Linked DNA regions of Sus scrofa: region 2 is linked to region 1. Evidence: chromatin contacts called from public HiChIP or PLAC-seq data. All regions are on one chromosome and are shown on one strand. The core of a region is the stretch at or near the end of the contact, and the rest is flanking DNA. Distances in the headings are between cores, read along the strand shown.

Evidence for each region. HiChIP or PLAC-seq counts read pairs in DNA pulled down with a chosen protein or histone mark.
Region 2: a contact with region 1 is called in an H3K27ac HiChIP or PLAC-seq map of skeletal muscle. The contact joins two enhancer-like sites. A contact is called at or near these places in 2 of 47 Hi-C or Micro-C datasets (embryonic fibroblasts and epiblast stem cells) and 1 of 2 datasets of contacts at active chromatin or transcription factors (skeletal muscle).

What each region holds. Positions count from the first base shown.
Region 1 is chr9:125,321,024-125,328,134 of Sscrofa11.1, forward strand. The region is part of intron 4 of TSEN15 (tRNA-splicing endonuclease subunit Sen15); the gene reads left to right. Among named protein-coding and RNA genes, the nearest start is that of TSEN15, 24 kb to the left of the region's middle. Within about 2 kb of position 4,533, at least 1 of the 83 cell types and tissues checked has an H3K27ac peak or open chromatin away from gene starts, as enhancers often do. A contact at or near this core is called in skeletal muscle, where this site is marked.
Region 2 is chr9:125,687,000-125,694,110 of Sscrofa11.1, forward strand. The region is part of intron 1 of C9H1orf21; the gene reads left to right. Among named protein-coding and RNA genes, the nearest start is that of C9H1orf21, 77 kb to the left of the region's middle. Within about 2 kb of position 4,687, at least 9 of the 83 cell types and tissues checked have an H3K27ac peak or open chromatin away from gene starts, as enhancers often do. A contact at or near this core is called in skeletal muscle, where this site is marked.

The DNA.
Region 1 (7,111 bases), core at 3,283-5,782:
TGAACCTGAGACTCATGTTTAACTATCTACTTGACAGCGCCACTGAGACCTAAAAGTCATCTCAAATTGCCACGTCCAGAAAGATCTCTTGATTTGCCCTCTAACTGCTCCTTCTTTCGGTAAATAGCAACTCTTCATTCTGAAGCTCAGGCCAAAAATCTTGGAGATAGATAGCTCCTATTTCTCTCTATTTTTTAGAACAATTTTAGATTTATGGAAAAATTGAGCAGATAGTCCAGAGATTTCCCATGAAGGCTTTAGTCCAGTGCAGTATTTATTAGTTTATCGTCTTGCCTTAGTATGGTACATTGGTTACAATTAATGAACTGATATTGATATACCATTAAGTTTACATTAGAATTCACAGTTCTATTGATTTTAACAAATGTCTGCTGTCATATATCCACCATTGCATGCAGGATAGTTTGACTGCCCTAAATATCCCCTGTGCTTCACATATGCATCCCTTTGCCCCTACCCTGAACTGCTGGAAGCCACTGAACTTTTAACTTTTTCTGGAGTTTTGCCTTTTCCAGAATAGTAGTAGTTGAAATCATACAGTATGTAGCCTTTTCAGATTGGCTTCTTTCACCTAGCAGTAAGTATCCTTGCCACCTTGGTACTGTTGGTTTTTTGAGTTTTAGCTACTCTAATTCATGCATAGTAGTGTTTCATTGTTTTTTTTTTTTTTTTGAAAGATTTTTATTTTTCTATTATAGTTGATTTACAATGTTCTGTCAATTTCTGCTGTACAGCAAAGTGACCCAGTCTCACATTCTTTTGCTCACATTATTTTCCATCATGTTCCATCACAAGTGACTAGATATAGTTCCCTGTGCTATACAGCAGATCTCATTGCTTATCCACTCCAAATGCAATAGTTTGCGTCTACTAACCCCAAACTCCTAGTCCATCCCCTAATTAATTTGCTATTTCCTAATGCCTCATAATGTTGAGCATCTTTTCATATTACTATGTGCCATCTGTATATCTTCTTTAGTGAGATATCTGTTCGGATCCCTTGTCCATTTTTTATTTGGGCTGTTCTCTCACAGTCATGCTTTTGGTGTTGTATCTAAAGGTTCATCACCAAACGCAGAGTCACCTAAATTTTCTCCTGTATTGTCTTCTAAAAGTTGGGTTTTATAGTTTTTTGTTTTACATTTAGGTCTGTGTTCTATTTTGAGTTTAATTTTTGTGAGAGGTGTAAGATGTCTCTCTAGAGTCATTATTTTTTGCATATTGACATCAGTTGTCCAGCACCATTTGTTAACAATTCTTTCTCTATTGGATTGTTTTTGCTCCTTTGTCAAAGATCAGTTGACCATATTTATATGGGTCAGTTCTGGGCTCTCTAATTCTAGTTCATTAACCTGTGTGTCTATTCCTTCGTCAGTACCACATAGTCTTAATTACTATAGCTTAAAAGTAAGTAAGATGGGTCATGTCAGTACTCTCACTTTGTTCTTCTTTGGTATTTTTCAGTGTTGCTATTCTAGGTCTTTTGCCTTTTCATGTAAACTTTAGAATCAGTTTGTCAGTATCTACAAAATAGCTTGCTAGGGTTTTGTTTGGGATTGTGCTTAATTTATAGATCACAATAAGAAGAATTGGCATCTTAACAATATTTGAACCTTCCAATCCATGATTATGGACTGTTTCTCCATTTATTCAGATCGTCTATGATTTCTGTCATCAGAGTTTTACAGTTTTCCTTATATAGATCCTGTACATATATTTTTTTAGGTTTATACCTAAGCATTTCACTTTTTTGATGCCAATGTAAATGTTGTGTTTTTTATTTGAAATTCCAGTTGTTCAGTGCTGGTGTACAGGAAAGCAATTGATCTTGACACATTAACCTTGCTATAATCTCTTATTAGTTTTAGTCCACCCAGTTCTCAGACTGCCAAATTAATTTGTTAACAAAATCTGTCAGTTCTCCCTTAAAAGTATATCCAAAATCTGACCTTTTCTCGCCACTTCTGCTATACTGCATCATTCTGGTGTAAGCTACTGTCATCTCACCTCTTGTACTAATGCAACCTATGAAGTGGCCCTCCTTTATAACACTTACTGCATTTATTGCTACTCAGTATATTGTATAGTGGGCTTTTTTGTTTGTTTGTTTGTTTACTCTCTTTCCTCCCCACATCCCCTATGGAAGCAGGAGCTTTGTTGTGTTCGTTCTTTTTCCCAGTGCCTTGCCTGGTGCCTTGTGTTTGGTGTTAAATAGGTATTTGTTGGATGAATGAATGATTCTCTTAAACTCTTCAGTTCCTGCAGCAGAGACTTGCTGAATAATATCTTAAAGAACACAAAGATGTGCTGCAAGCAGCCTTTCAAGAGTTTCTAAGAAATTAGAATGTCTTCAGAATTCATCTGCTTGCAAGGTTTATCACTGCTTATTACCACACTTTACCCTGTAACTATAACTGTATACCTCCCAGGATAGAGAACAGTCAGAAGTCTGAAGAGCCACTCTGCCAGTGCTATAAATAGTTTCCTTACCTTTTAGTTAAATTCTTTTTCACCCATATCTTCCTCCCCTGCCAGTACCACCACTCCCTTCACCATTCAACCCTTCTTTTTCCTTTGTGCCTTAGGAGAAGGGCTTATATTAATGGTGGAGTAAAGAGTTATTAGAAACAATTTAGTTCCTTCTTTAGAACATTTTAAAAGATGTTCTTAGTTATGAGACTTAAGTCTGAAATGTTACATGTTTTTTGAAGGATACTCCATTTTCCTATCATCAAAAAATATTTCCTCTCTCCAGAATTATGTTCTTTATTACAAATTAATGGCTATTATTTTATATGAGGCCTGAAGTCTAATAATAACTAGGAAAATGATTCCTGTCATTTGGCTTCCCTGCATATCAGGATGTGTGTCCTCAGACTACCTCTGTTGGAAATCTGTTACTGTTAAAACTCCCAGTTCTGGCAGCTTCCTTCAACTGGCATAGCATTTTTTTTTTCTTACCCTCAAAAACAAACAAACAAAAAAACCCTTACAGTTTATTTTCGCAGAATGGCTTCCCACCAGGGTGAATAGCCACACAGGCACCTAATTGTTCAATAACCCCCTGGGACTTCAGCTGCCTTGATTTTTTCCTAGGAAGGCATTGGCATGATTCAAAAGGAGGTGGTCTATTACTCTTGAAACTTTGTTCAGGATCGAGCCTGTGAGTGGATAAGGCTCCTTGGGCACAAGTTTAATTTGCATTGTGTTCCGCAGTTGCATTATGGTGTGTTGTTTAAATAAATCATAATGAGGCAGATCGGGGAGTTAATGTCTTTTGTTGATGCAGCTGCAGCATTTATCAGTTTGGCCACATTAAAAATGACAGAAGGAGATATTGCTTTGTGTGAGTTGAAATTAATAATAATTTTAACCTATGATGCATTCTAGTTTGACAACATTTGAAATTAAATTTAATGTTGTCTTCAAATTTCTTGTCCTCTGTGCGTATCTCCAGAGGTTACTTAGTCTCTGTTGTAGGGTTGTTACAAAAACACAAATGCTAAGGCTTATGGAAAGTATTTAAGTACCTTGGAGGAAGGGCAGTAGCCAAATAACGTTAGCTTTGTTAAAATTTGGAATCACTTTGTTTTCAGAATGCTAAGCTCCTCTCTTAACAGTTATAAGAAAGAAAAACCTGTTGTAGACATCAAATTCTGTTACTCTTTTTTTTTTTTTTTGTCTTTTGTCTTTTTGTTGTTGTTGTTGTTGTTGCTATTTCTTGGGCCACTCCCGCGGCATATGGAGATTCCCAGGCTAGGGGTTGAATTGGAGCTGTAGCCACCCGCCTACGCCAGAGCCACAGCAACACGGGATCCGAGCTGCGTCTGCAACCTACACCACAGCTCACGGCAATGCCGGATCGTTAACCCACTGAGCAAGGGCAGGGACCGAACCCGCAACCTCCTGGTTCCTAGTTGGATTCGTTAACCACTGCGCCACGACGGGAACTCCAAATTCTGTTACTCTTGATTAACAACTGTGATTATTACTGATTTATCTCTTTCTTTAGGTGGGACTTTTCTCTTGAAATATATTGAACTCAAAAACCTGAAATTCTTCTTATTAATATATAGGTTATCTTTTACATATGTGGATTTCTATCAAATATAAACTGTAGAAGGCTTTATCCAAATTATTAGATTTGTGTGATGAAACATCTCTATTTTTCCAAAGAACTGAGCTTTTAAAAAAATAGGCACATAAGGAAACTTTGTTCTGTGTCTTCTAAATTAAAACCAGAGGTTAAATGAGACTGTAGCATTTTAGCGATGCTTCATTGTCCTCAGCATCTTTACAATCACGTGTGATTTTTAAAATAGAACTTTGGAACCTTTTGTTGTTGTTGTTATATTGAGAAAGTTCAATCTGTTGACTTAAAGGCAAAGTAAAATTTTTACCAGTTTATGAATATCTCGTAAAGGAAACAAGTAAGACAGACCTCAAATAGGGAAAGATGATGGCATCACTTTAAACATAATGTTAAAAATAGACTAGAAGAGATCCTGAACGAGAATCTTTGTAAGACGTCTCAAGTGTGCTTTGAGTAAGAGAGGCAGATAAACTATTCTACTCTGTTATTATGAGAAGATTCATTGGTAATTCCACCCCCCAGCCCCCGACACTACCAAGTGGGATAAACAGAGCTCTGAGACGGGAACTTCCATTTCATTTTTGACAGTGATTTCCCTCAACTCTGAAGACAATACCCCCTTTACAACTCTGAGCTAATTTTCAAATGTTAGGGTTTCCCACATGGATGTTTTGAGTAAGTCTGAAAATGTTTTGCTATTTATACCAGAGAACTCTGGAAACAAATATGAATGAAATGGAAATTTCTATCCTAAATTTCAATATATGGGCTAGAGTTCCCACTCAGTTTACATTAGGAAAAAAACCATGCACACGCACGTACGCATGTACATTTCTGATTTAAATAATGTCATATCCTGAGGAAAAGAAAATATGTACAAGTTGTCTTAATAGTTTTTTTTCCCCTTCCATCTGTGTCTCATCTTTGTCATACTCTGCCAGTTAGGGATATTTAAAGAAACTTATTTTTAAGTTATGTGTATTGCAGTGGCTTCAGAGTGTTACTTTCCATCAGTGCTATGTAATGAGATTTCTCATTAATATTTATGGTTGTTTCATCTAAATATCACTAAAGTGAATCTCTGATATGAACAATAATCTAGGTAATTATCATGCAATACATCATAGGTGGAAATTATTTTTTAAGAGAAAAGTTGTGGATACAATGTTATGTCTCAATTTGCAAGGTAGCAAAGCTAGTAGATACTATATAATAAAACGTAACCAGTGACTACTTTATAGTTTGCAAAGCTTTTCATGTATGCCACCTCATAGAAAGGAATGAAGTTATATTGGAGCAATTTATAAATTTGTTTCAGAATTGAATTAGTGTTGATCAGAGGTAAATTGTGATAAATTAAGATGCATGGAGTGATCTTTAAACTATCACTTGAAAAAGTAGTTGACCCTTGAACAGTGTAGGTTTAGGGGTGCCAATCCTTTGCACAGTTGAAAATCCCACATATAACTTTATAGTCAGTCTTCTGTATCTGCAGTTCTGCATTCGCAGATTCAACCAACCAGGGCTCACGTATACTATAATGCATTTTTATTGAAAAAAAATATGTATAAGTGGACCTTCATAGTTCAAACCTGTGTTGTTCAGGGGTTAACTCTACAACTGTATAGTTAAAAAATCATAAAGAAATTAAAATGGTGTACTAGAAAAATATCAATTTAATACAAAAGAAGGTAGTAAAGGAGGAACAGAGAAACAAAAAAAGACACGTGACATATAGAAAACAAAGAACAAAATGGAAGATATAAATTTAGCAGTATCAATATTTTAAATGTGAATGGATAAAACACCCCAATCAAGGCACAGATATTATAAGACTGACTGTAAAAACAAGATCCAACTGTATGCTGGGAGTCAGCGAGACGCTTTACATTCAGAGATGACAGCTTTGGAAAAATCTCTGCTATTTCTTCTCTACTGCTGTAGTCTGAATGTACTCCCCATGTTTCCCATGTTGAAATCCTAAGCCCCCAAAATGCTGGTATTAGGAGATGAGACCTTTGGAGGTGCTTAAGCCATGATAATGGAGCCCTCATAAATGGGATTAGTGCCTTAAAAAGAGACCTCACAGCTATCTCTTGCCCCTTTCACCATGTGAGGACACAGTGAGAAGGTGTTTGCTGCGAGCCAGGAAGAAGACCTCCACCAGAATGAGACCATGCTGATGCCTTGATCTTGACTTTCTAGCCTGAGAAATAAATTTCTATTATTTATAAGATGCCCAGTCTGTGGTATTTTGTTATGGCAAGCCAAAAGGACTTAGACACCATTCTCTCTTTTTCCTTCTGAAATTCCATTTATGTGTTTGTTAAACTGATATTGCCCCTAAGGCCTCCGATGTTTTATTTAAAAGTTATTTTTCTCATTGTTTTTCAGTTAAGTTTCTTGTGACCTCTTTTCAGGTTCACTAAATTCTTTCTTCTGCTGTGTCTAATCTACCATTAAGCCTCATCAGCACTTTGAAAATCTGTTTTTACATCCTAGAATGTTCATTTTCTTTAGGATTTTCATGTTTTCCTTAAAGTTTTCATCTTGTCACCCATTTTTTTTCTGTGTTTTTTCCTCAATACTCTAACATTTATTATAGTTATTAGAGACTTTATTAATTCCCATTTCTAAGTTTTTCAACAACTTTAGTTTTCTGAAGGTTTTCTTTTACTGACTTTTTGTTCTTGGTCATTAGACATATTTTCCTGCTTCTTCACATACCTTAGAGTTTTTCACTGGATGCTAGACACTGTGTATGAAGAAGAGACTGATGTTGATACTACTCCTCACCCCAAAAGAGCTCATCCTTTCCTCTATCTAGCAAGTAGAGTCAGAATCTAAATTTAGTCAATCTAGTGAGAAGTCAAGAGGAGTCATGGCTGAGTTGCATCTTTAGTTATCTCTTTTCTCTTCTGGTTTCAGATGCCTTGAGAAAGGGCTTAGGCCTCTCTTTTCAGCAGGGCTTTGTGATCAGAGCTTGCTTGCATTTTC
Region 2 (7,111 bases), core at 3,437-5,936, 370 kb after region 1:
TTGCTGTTCTGAAGTGGATTTGTTATTGAGTTCCTGCTCTGTGCCTGGCAGGGCCTCCAACATAGCAGGGGAGGCAGATGCAGGAGATGGTTTCTGGCCTTGAAGTATCCAGTGTCTATTTAGAGAGAGATGCCTAAGAAATACCAAAGAGTTGACTCTATGGTAAGAGTTTATTTGGGAAAGAGAGAAAGTTGAAGGAAGGCAGGAAATGGTATGAAGGCTTCTTTGTACCATTTGGAAAAGTAAAGGCTTAAGCAGAAGTAGAGAGGTGGGCATGTGAGCAGAATATTGAGGGAGACGGGTGGTCTGTGAGACCCACCTGATGTGATGAAGAGGATGCTAGTTACCTTGGGTGAGTAGGAAGAGGCCACAGTGATTCTCAATGGGCCTGGGTCCTGGGGGACCCTGAGCAAGTCACCCAAACTCCTCAGTCCTCAGTCTTCTCAGCTTACATTGAAGAACCTTGACTTCAGTAGTCCCTGAGGACGTGTCTAGCCTGAAAGTCCAGATGTGTCAGGCTTTACCCCAAGAGGCCTTAATAAGCCGTGGAGGGTTTTGGACCAGGGCAAGGACTTGACAACATCAGTGCACTAAGAATCTGAGTTTGTCTTTGTTGTAGAAAATTAATGGGATAATTACTAATTTATGAGAAGTATACTTTTTTTTAACTAATAATTTTAATATGTTCTGGTGTTTTTACAACTGCCAGTAGGACCATCCTGATGTCCATTGAATGTTGTCTTGTGAATTTTTCCCTTTCTCAGAAAAGCAAAGACACAAGCAAAAAATATGGCCTAGAAAATGCTGATGAGTAGTGACAAGTTTAGGCCCTGGATCCAGAAGATGATTTAGAAATACAAATTTGAATTTGAATCCTAAAAGTTCCTTAAAAATTTCAAGGAGAGCTTGAAATTAGAAAATGTTTTTGCAGTACCATTCCTAGGGATGAAATGGCAGGGGTGTAGTAGAGATGACATGGGGGTGACATCCTCCCAGACACAGGAATACTAAGCAGCTTGCCAGATGTGCCTAGTCATATCCAGGACCACAACCACCTCAGCCTGGGACCCCACTAGAGGTCCCACAGACAGAACAGCTGGACAAAGGCCTTGTCAGAATAGAACATGATCTTGGCGTTCCCTGGTGGCTCAGTGGGTTAAAGATCCAGTGTTGTCACTGGTGTGGCTCGGGTCTCTGCTGTGGTGCAGGTTCATTCGATCCCTTGCCCAGGAACGTCCACATACCAAGAAAAACGACAACAAAACACGGTCAGATCCTAAATGTAACCCATTTCTGCTGTATCTTACACCAGTAGAGGTCTTTATCATTAAGCCATGCGTTTAGTTCTCTATTCTCACAAAGACCTGAGACCTTCATGTGCCAGACTGAAACTAAAGGTGGATGTGGGAGAGCGTTACCTCCGAGAGGTGCTGGCTGGTGCATCTGATGTTGAAACGTGGTCTCCCGTCAGTGGCTCCAGTTGGGTGGCTCTTGCCTGCACTGTCTGGTCCTCTCGAGCTGTGGCTCTGGTCTCTTTCTCTAAGTACACTTTGCTGGACAAGCGGGAAGGAACGCCATGTTCGCTAATTATGCTGCTTTGGATGGTGGAACACTGGTAACATGTACAAGGTCATCATAGCTTAGGACCTGTTACCCTAGGTGTTTCTTCATAGCGTTTTAGTGGCTGAAGATGAGCATCCAGGCTAGGGAGGAGCTTCTTGCCCTTCCTTTATGTTTTTGTGTTTCAAACCCCACTAGACCTCACCAAAATGATGGTCGGTGAAGGGAAGACTCCCCAGTGCAGAGGCATGAGCCAGCTCGTTGGGAACAGGAGGAAGGTGGACATGAGGGAGGAGTGGCCATTCCTCACCTGACAGCTTTGTCCTCCTGGGTATGTTCTCGCAGCCTCTTACCTTTTGTTCTCCTTAAGTAGATGGTTGAACAGAGCGTGTTTTTTTTGGCTGAGCTCTGCAAAGTCAATAAAGTTCCCAAAGTCTTATGCATTGGTTGAGAGCAGCATGAGAACTGAGGTGCTTTCTTGTTTTTAAGACTCAGTAGGTGAAGCGGGCATTGATTTGTGCTACCTGAAAATGCTATTTCTAATTTCAATTTGTGCAGCCTTCTGAGGATATCATCCATCCTTAAATAGTTCTTTGTCATGGAAAGCTTAGCAAAGATTTCAGTTTCAGCCAAAACAGAAACTGACGCTTGATTTTTCAGAGGTCAGTTGAGTCTAGGAAGCACGGTTCAACATCTCTGGATTCTAATTGACAGGAAATGCACATCAGGGTCCCGCTGACTTGTCCATTTCGGAATCTCTGGTCCCTAGTGAAATGTTGAGAACTAAACAAGTTTCCCAAAAATGATTGTTGAAATAAATAAATAGCACATTTTTTTCTGGGGGCGGATTAGGGCCAACCACACAAGTGCCAAAAGCTTTCAAAATGTCATTTTACTAGTATGAGATTACACATAGCTTCCTTCCTGTCCTTTTAGGGAGTATATACTGAACATAATTTTAAATTGTCTATGATGGCTCAGAAGAGCCTTTTCAACTATAACTGTTGGTGAGCAAAGAAAGGCTGGTGACCCGGGACCTGGCTGGTGACCCGGGACCTGGAGAAGGAGAGTCCCTTCCTTAACAGCCCTCCCCACATCTCTTTGTGAAAAGAGGGTTCTAAGAGAATTCATTGGCTCAACACCTATTGCAAACCTACTCTGTGCCTGACCTGTGCCCAAGGGAATATAGAGACGAATAATCAGGACATGGTTGGTTGTGACCTCGGAAATCTGCCTGGTGAGGGAGACAGATACGTAAATGTGTAACAGCAGGAGGATGAGAGCCACACCGTCACTGAGGCTGTGACAGAGCTTAGGAGAGCTCACTGACCTTTGACGTGTCTGCCCACAGCAGCCTCTGCCTCCAGAGCCCTGGGGTGGGGTGTCCCCACGGAGCTGGCCCGGCCCCCGCAGCGCTGCGGAAACGCCATTGCAGCCCCCAGCTCTCTGTGCACGAGCTGCAGTGGGAGCTCCAGTTTCTCCTGCTATTTCAGCTGATGCCTCTTGCTTTCTGTCTGCGTTCTATCTGCCTGCTTGTTTTTGGTTTAGTTCCTAAGAACCTCTAAGCTGACACAGTTTACCTCTCACCTGTCTGTCTGCCTCTTCTTTCTAGTCTTTTTTCACCTCCGCCACTTGCTTTGTAAAGTTTCTCACCATCCCGCTCAGTCAGGATGATGGTGATGATGACAATAGCTGTCATGTCCTGATAGTTTACAGATCGCGAGGTGCTGTGCTAAGCATTTTCCCTGTATTGTCTCATCTGCTCCGCTCAGAATTCATGCAGTCTGATCCCATCTGGTAAATGAGAGCGCAAGGCCCTGTGTAGTAAATAACAATGACCAAAGCCACGCAACTCCTTTCCTTTACAAAAATCACAAAACACTGGATGTAGTCTTTGTATCTCTAGAATTTTTATTGTGTGTGTGTGTATGAGAGAAAAAAGAGACTAAGTCCTTTACCAACAAAGGTTTTATGTTTTGCTTTCTCTGTGTTTTCAGGGCACTGCCAGCAATTGAGCTGTTCTGGATAGCACTCGAAGGTTCTAGCAGGCAGAATTTCAGATAGCCAAGGCTTTCCCTTAGGGATGCTCATTTCAGTAAACCACCCTCTGCCCATCAGGAAAGTGATGGGTTTACTCAGTCACTGGATCACGGCTGACTTCTCCTCAGACCTGGGATCCTGTGGCCTGAGGCAGAGCCCTGGGAGAGAGAGATCTTAGGCTGGAGCTTGCAGCAGCCTCTGATGGATGAGTTTATTTATTTTAGTAGGGAGGGGGTTAAAGGGGGAAGGAGTCTGTTGTGGAAAGAGAGGGATGTGCTTTTAGATATAGAGAGAAATGCTTTTTAAGATTGTAGCCTTCAGATCTTATTAGTGTTACTACATTACTTTGTTACAAGTTTTTATAATTCTGAGGGCAGGAAACATACGCATACTCACATGTTACCACCACAATCCACCAGCAGGCTCTTTGGTTTTTAAACGATTCTCCCATTTGTGCCTGATGGTTAGTTTAGGTAATTCGTGTCTTTTATGTCTGTTGTTCCTACTTCTTTTTTTCTACCGTTGTGACTAGTTTAAGACTGAGCTGCAAGCCATTTCCACATTAAGTTTAGAGATTGAATTGAATCAGAAATGTGAAACACTCTTTCCTTGTGGAAGAGTTGAGACTTTGTAATTCAGTGATGAAAACATCCCCTGTGCTTTTCCAGGGTGTGTGTCAGACAAAGCTCCATGGCCTTTCATCTCTTGTCCTCAGCATCAGGCAGGTAACATTCAGCTTTCCAGGGGATTAATCCAGCTGCAGTTCTGTTGTAGTTGATGGTGTTAAAGAGGATCAACAGCTCCAAACGGACGCGCCACGTCTTGCTGTCCTTGTCCCCAAGTGAGCGTCTCTAACCAAGGGTTTGCTAAGAGTAGCACACGATGCTGGATGTCTCTCCGTGTCTTGTTGCAGAAAATAAAACTGAGATAAGCACTCATTGAACTAGCTTGAAATATCCTAGGACGTTGAAGCACATCTCTGAGACTTCCTTTCCCGGCGGGGTGTCATTGGAATTCTACTCGTGTATTTATGATCTGTCAGTCCCGTCCGAATGCGAGCCCTTCAAGGGCGGGGATTCCGTCTGTGCTTCACAATACGTTTCAACACACAGATGGCCAGGATATCCTTCACTGACCATTGAGGAAGGATTGTGAACTTATCTGCTTAGATTAGAATCAAATTGCGCTTTTGTTTGTTCGTTTTTTTTAGTAATACATCCTTATTCTACTTACACAGTCTAGTCATTTCTTGACTTTTCTTTTTTCCTTTCCATCTATCTTCTGTCGTTGTTTTCCCGGGCCACATAGGGGAGCCTACTGGGCAAACTGATTTCACCCAATGCTCCTGGAAAGTCATGCCAGGCCACCGGCATAGCAGAGTGTGCACAGAAGACTATTCTCGTGCACTTATAAGTACTTGGCAAAGCATTTCATAATCTACCTAGGTTTTTAAAACCAAAAAAAGGGAAAACAGCTGTTACTATTAGGGTACTGATAATTCCAAGGAAATCAGGTGGATCTGTCACAAGTGACACGGTGAACTGGCAGGCCAGCTGTCAGAAGATGCCAATCATGGGTGTCCTGGTACAGAAAGTTCCCCACTGACACAAGATTGGCAACTTCCTTCATATGCCCTTGGTATTCTGAGTCTTGAGAGTGGAAAGAGGAGAAGAGAACTCAAAGTCCAGGAATGTCTGCCACTGGCTTTGATCGTGAAGGAGCAATTCTAGAAAGGGCGAAGTTCTTCTGCATGGATTCACCCTGGTGTGGGTGGGCGGCTTTAATCAGGATCTGATACTTTCCTCTCTTGCCTTCCAGAAAGAATGTCAGCCTTGCATGAACTTGTGTGAACACATACAGGTGATAAAGGAAGAGAGTTTTCAGCTACAGGGTAAAGGCACTAAACTCTTAAATCCTGAAGAACAGTTATTCCACAGACTTTTTCAATTCAGCCCTCTCTGTAAGAAACATTAAAAACATTTATTTTAGTCTGTTAAAGGCAGAATAGAGAAGAGGACATAAGAGAGCTAAGCTTTGTTCATTTTTTCACTTGATACACGATTGAAATCAACACCCTTGGGCCAAAACATAATAGGTAATAATCTTTAGACCTCATAGGGCTTCCTGAAATATTTTGGAAAAAAGATTTGCAGGTATATCTTAATTCGGTAAATGTTGAAACAAAGTATATAAATAAATTGAGTCTAGGTGAGAAATGGCCTTTTTTTTTGCTTTTTAGGGCCACACCCACAGCATATGGAAGTTCCCACGTGAGGGGTCACATCAGAGCTGTAGCCACTAGCCCACATCGCAGCCACAGCAATGTGGGATCCAAGCTGGGTCTGTGACCTACACCACAACTCACAGCAACGCTGGATCCCTGACCCACTGAGTGAGGCCAGGGATCGAACCCACATCTTCATGCTTACTAGTCAGATTCGTTTCTGCTGCGCCATGACGGGAAATCCCAGAAGTGGCCTTGTTATAAGTGGTAATTTCATCCTTAGCATCACTTGAACATATGTTCAGGTAGATCATAGAGTCAAAGGGAGAGGCTCGGAGAGATGAAGCCCAGCTTTGGCACTGAGGCAGGCGAGTGACCCCTGAGACCGGAGCTCAGCATCCTCACAGCCCCTCCGGTGCTCTTTCCACTGCTCTCCTTGCCCCCCATCGCCACACCTCACTGCGGAAATCCAGCAGAAATTGTATCTTCCTGTATGGGACTTAGTGTTATGTTTCTGAGCGATACCTCTGTACAGTGATTGTTTGTGGAAGTGAAACTTTTCCCATCAAGAAAGCAGAAGCAAATATGCCTGTTTCTTTGCTGTTAATAGCATATTGTCAGTTGTCACGGCACCAAGTGAGTGTGGGTCCAGGAATGAGGATCTTGAGTTGCCAGCAGTTGCTGGGTGATAGGAAGCCTGGGCTTTTCCAGAGTATCCTCATGTCACATGTGACATCTCTTTGTGTGTTATCTTTAACATGCACAATGAAATGTGAAATGGTGTTAACAGGAGCCCAAGGACACCAAAGCGGCAAGATGAGAAATCACTTTTCGGCTGTCTTTCTTCTCCCCCCAGTGGGCTGCTGTATTAACACTCATTATAGCGAAGCAGAACAGATGGGCAAACAGACTGATTAGTTATTTATATATATATTTTTTTTCTTTGTGAAGCTTAGATGTTGGCTCTGTCTTCAATAAAAGAAAGGAGTTTTTAGATGTTGCCTTGTCTTGATTTTCCCTTTTTAATTAAAGGAGGAAAGGGGACACTTTGCTCCTGATCTATTAATAATGTGTATTATCCCTTTCTTAACTGCTGACTTCATAGCTCTCTGTGTACCCATTGCAGTTAGAATTTGATTTTTCTCCAGTCCTCTGAGCTGCATGTGGTGTCTTCATGTTCTTTCTGGCTTAGGATTTCGTTATGGAGTTTATCAGTTTTAATTCATTTTTTTAAAAGTGTCTTTCTTGACAAGGGAACTGTCTACAGTATTTTTGGCTTTTCCATCC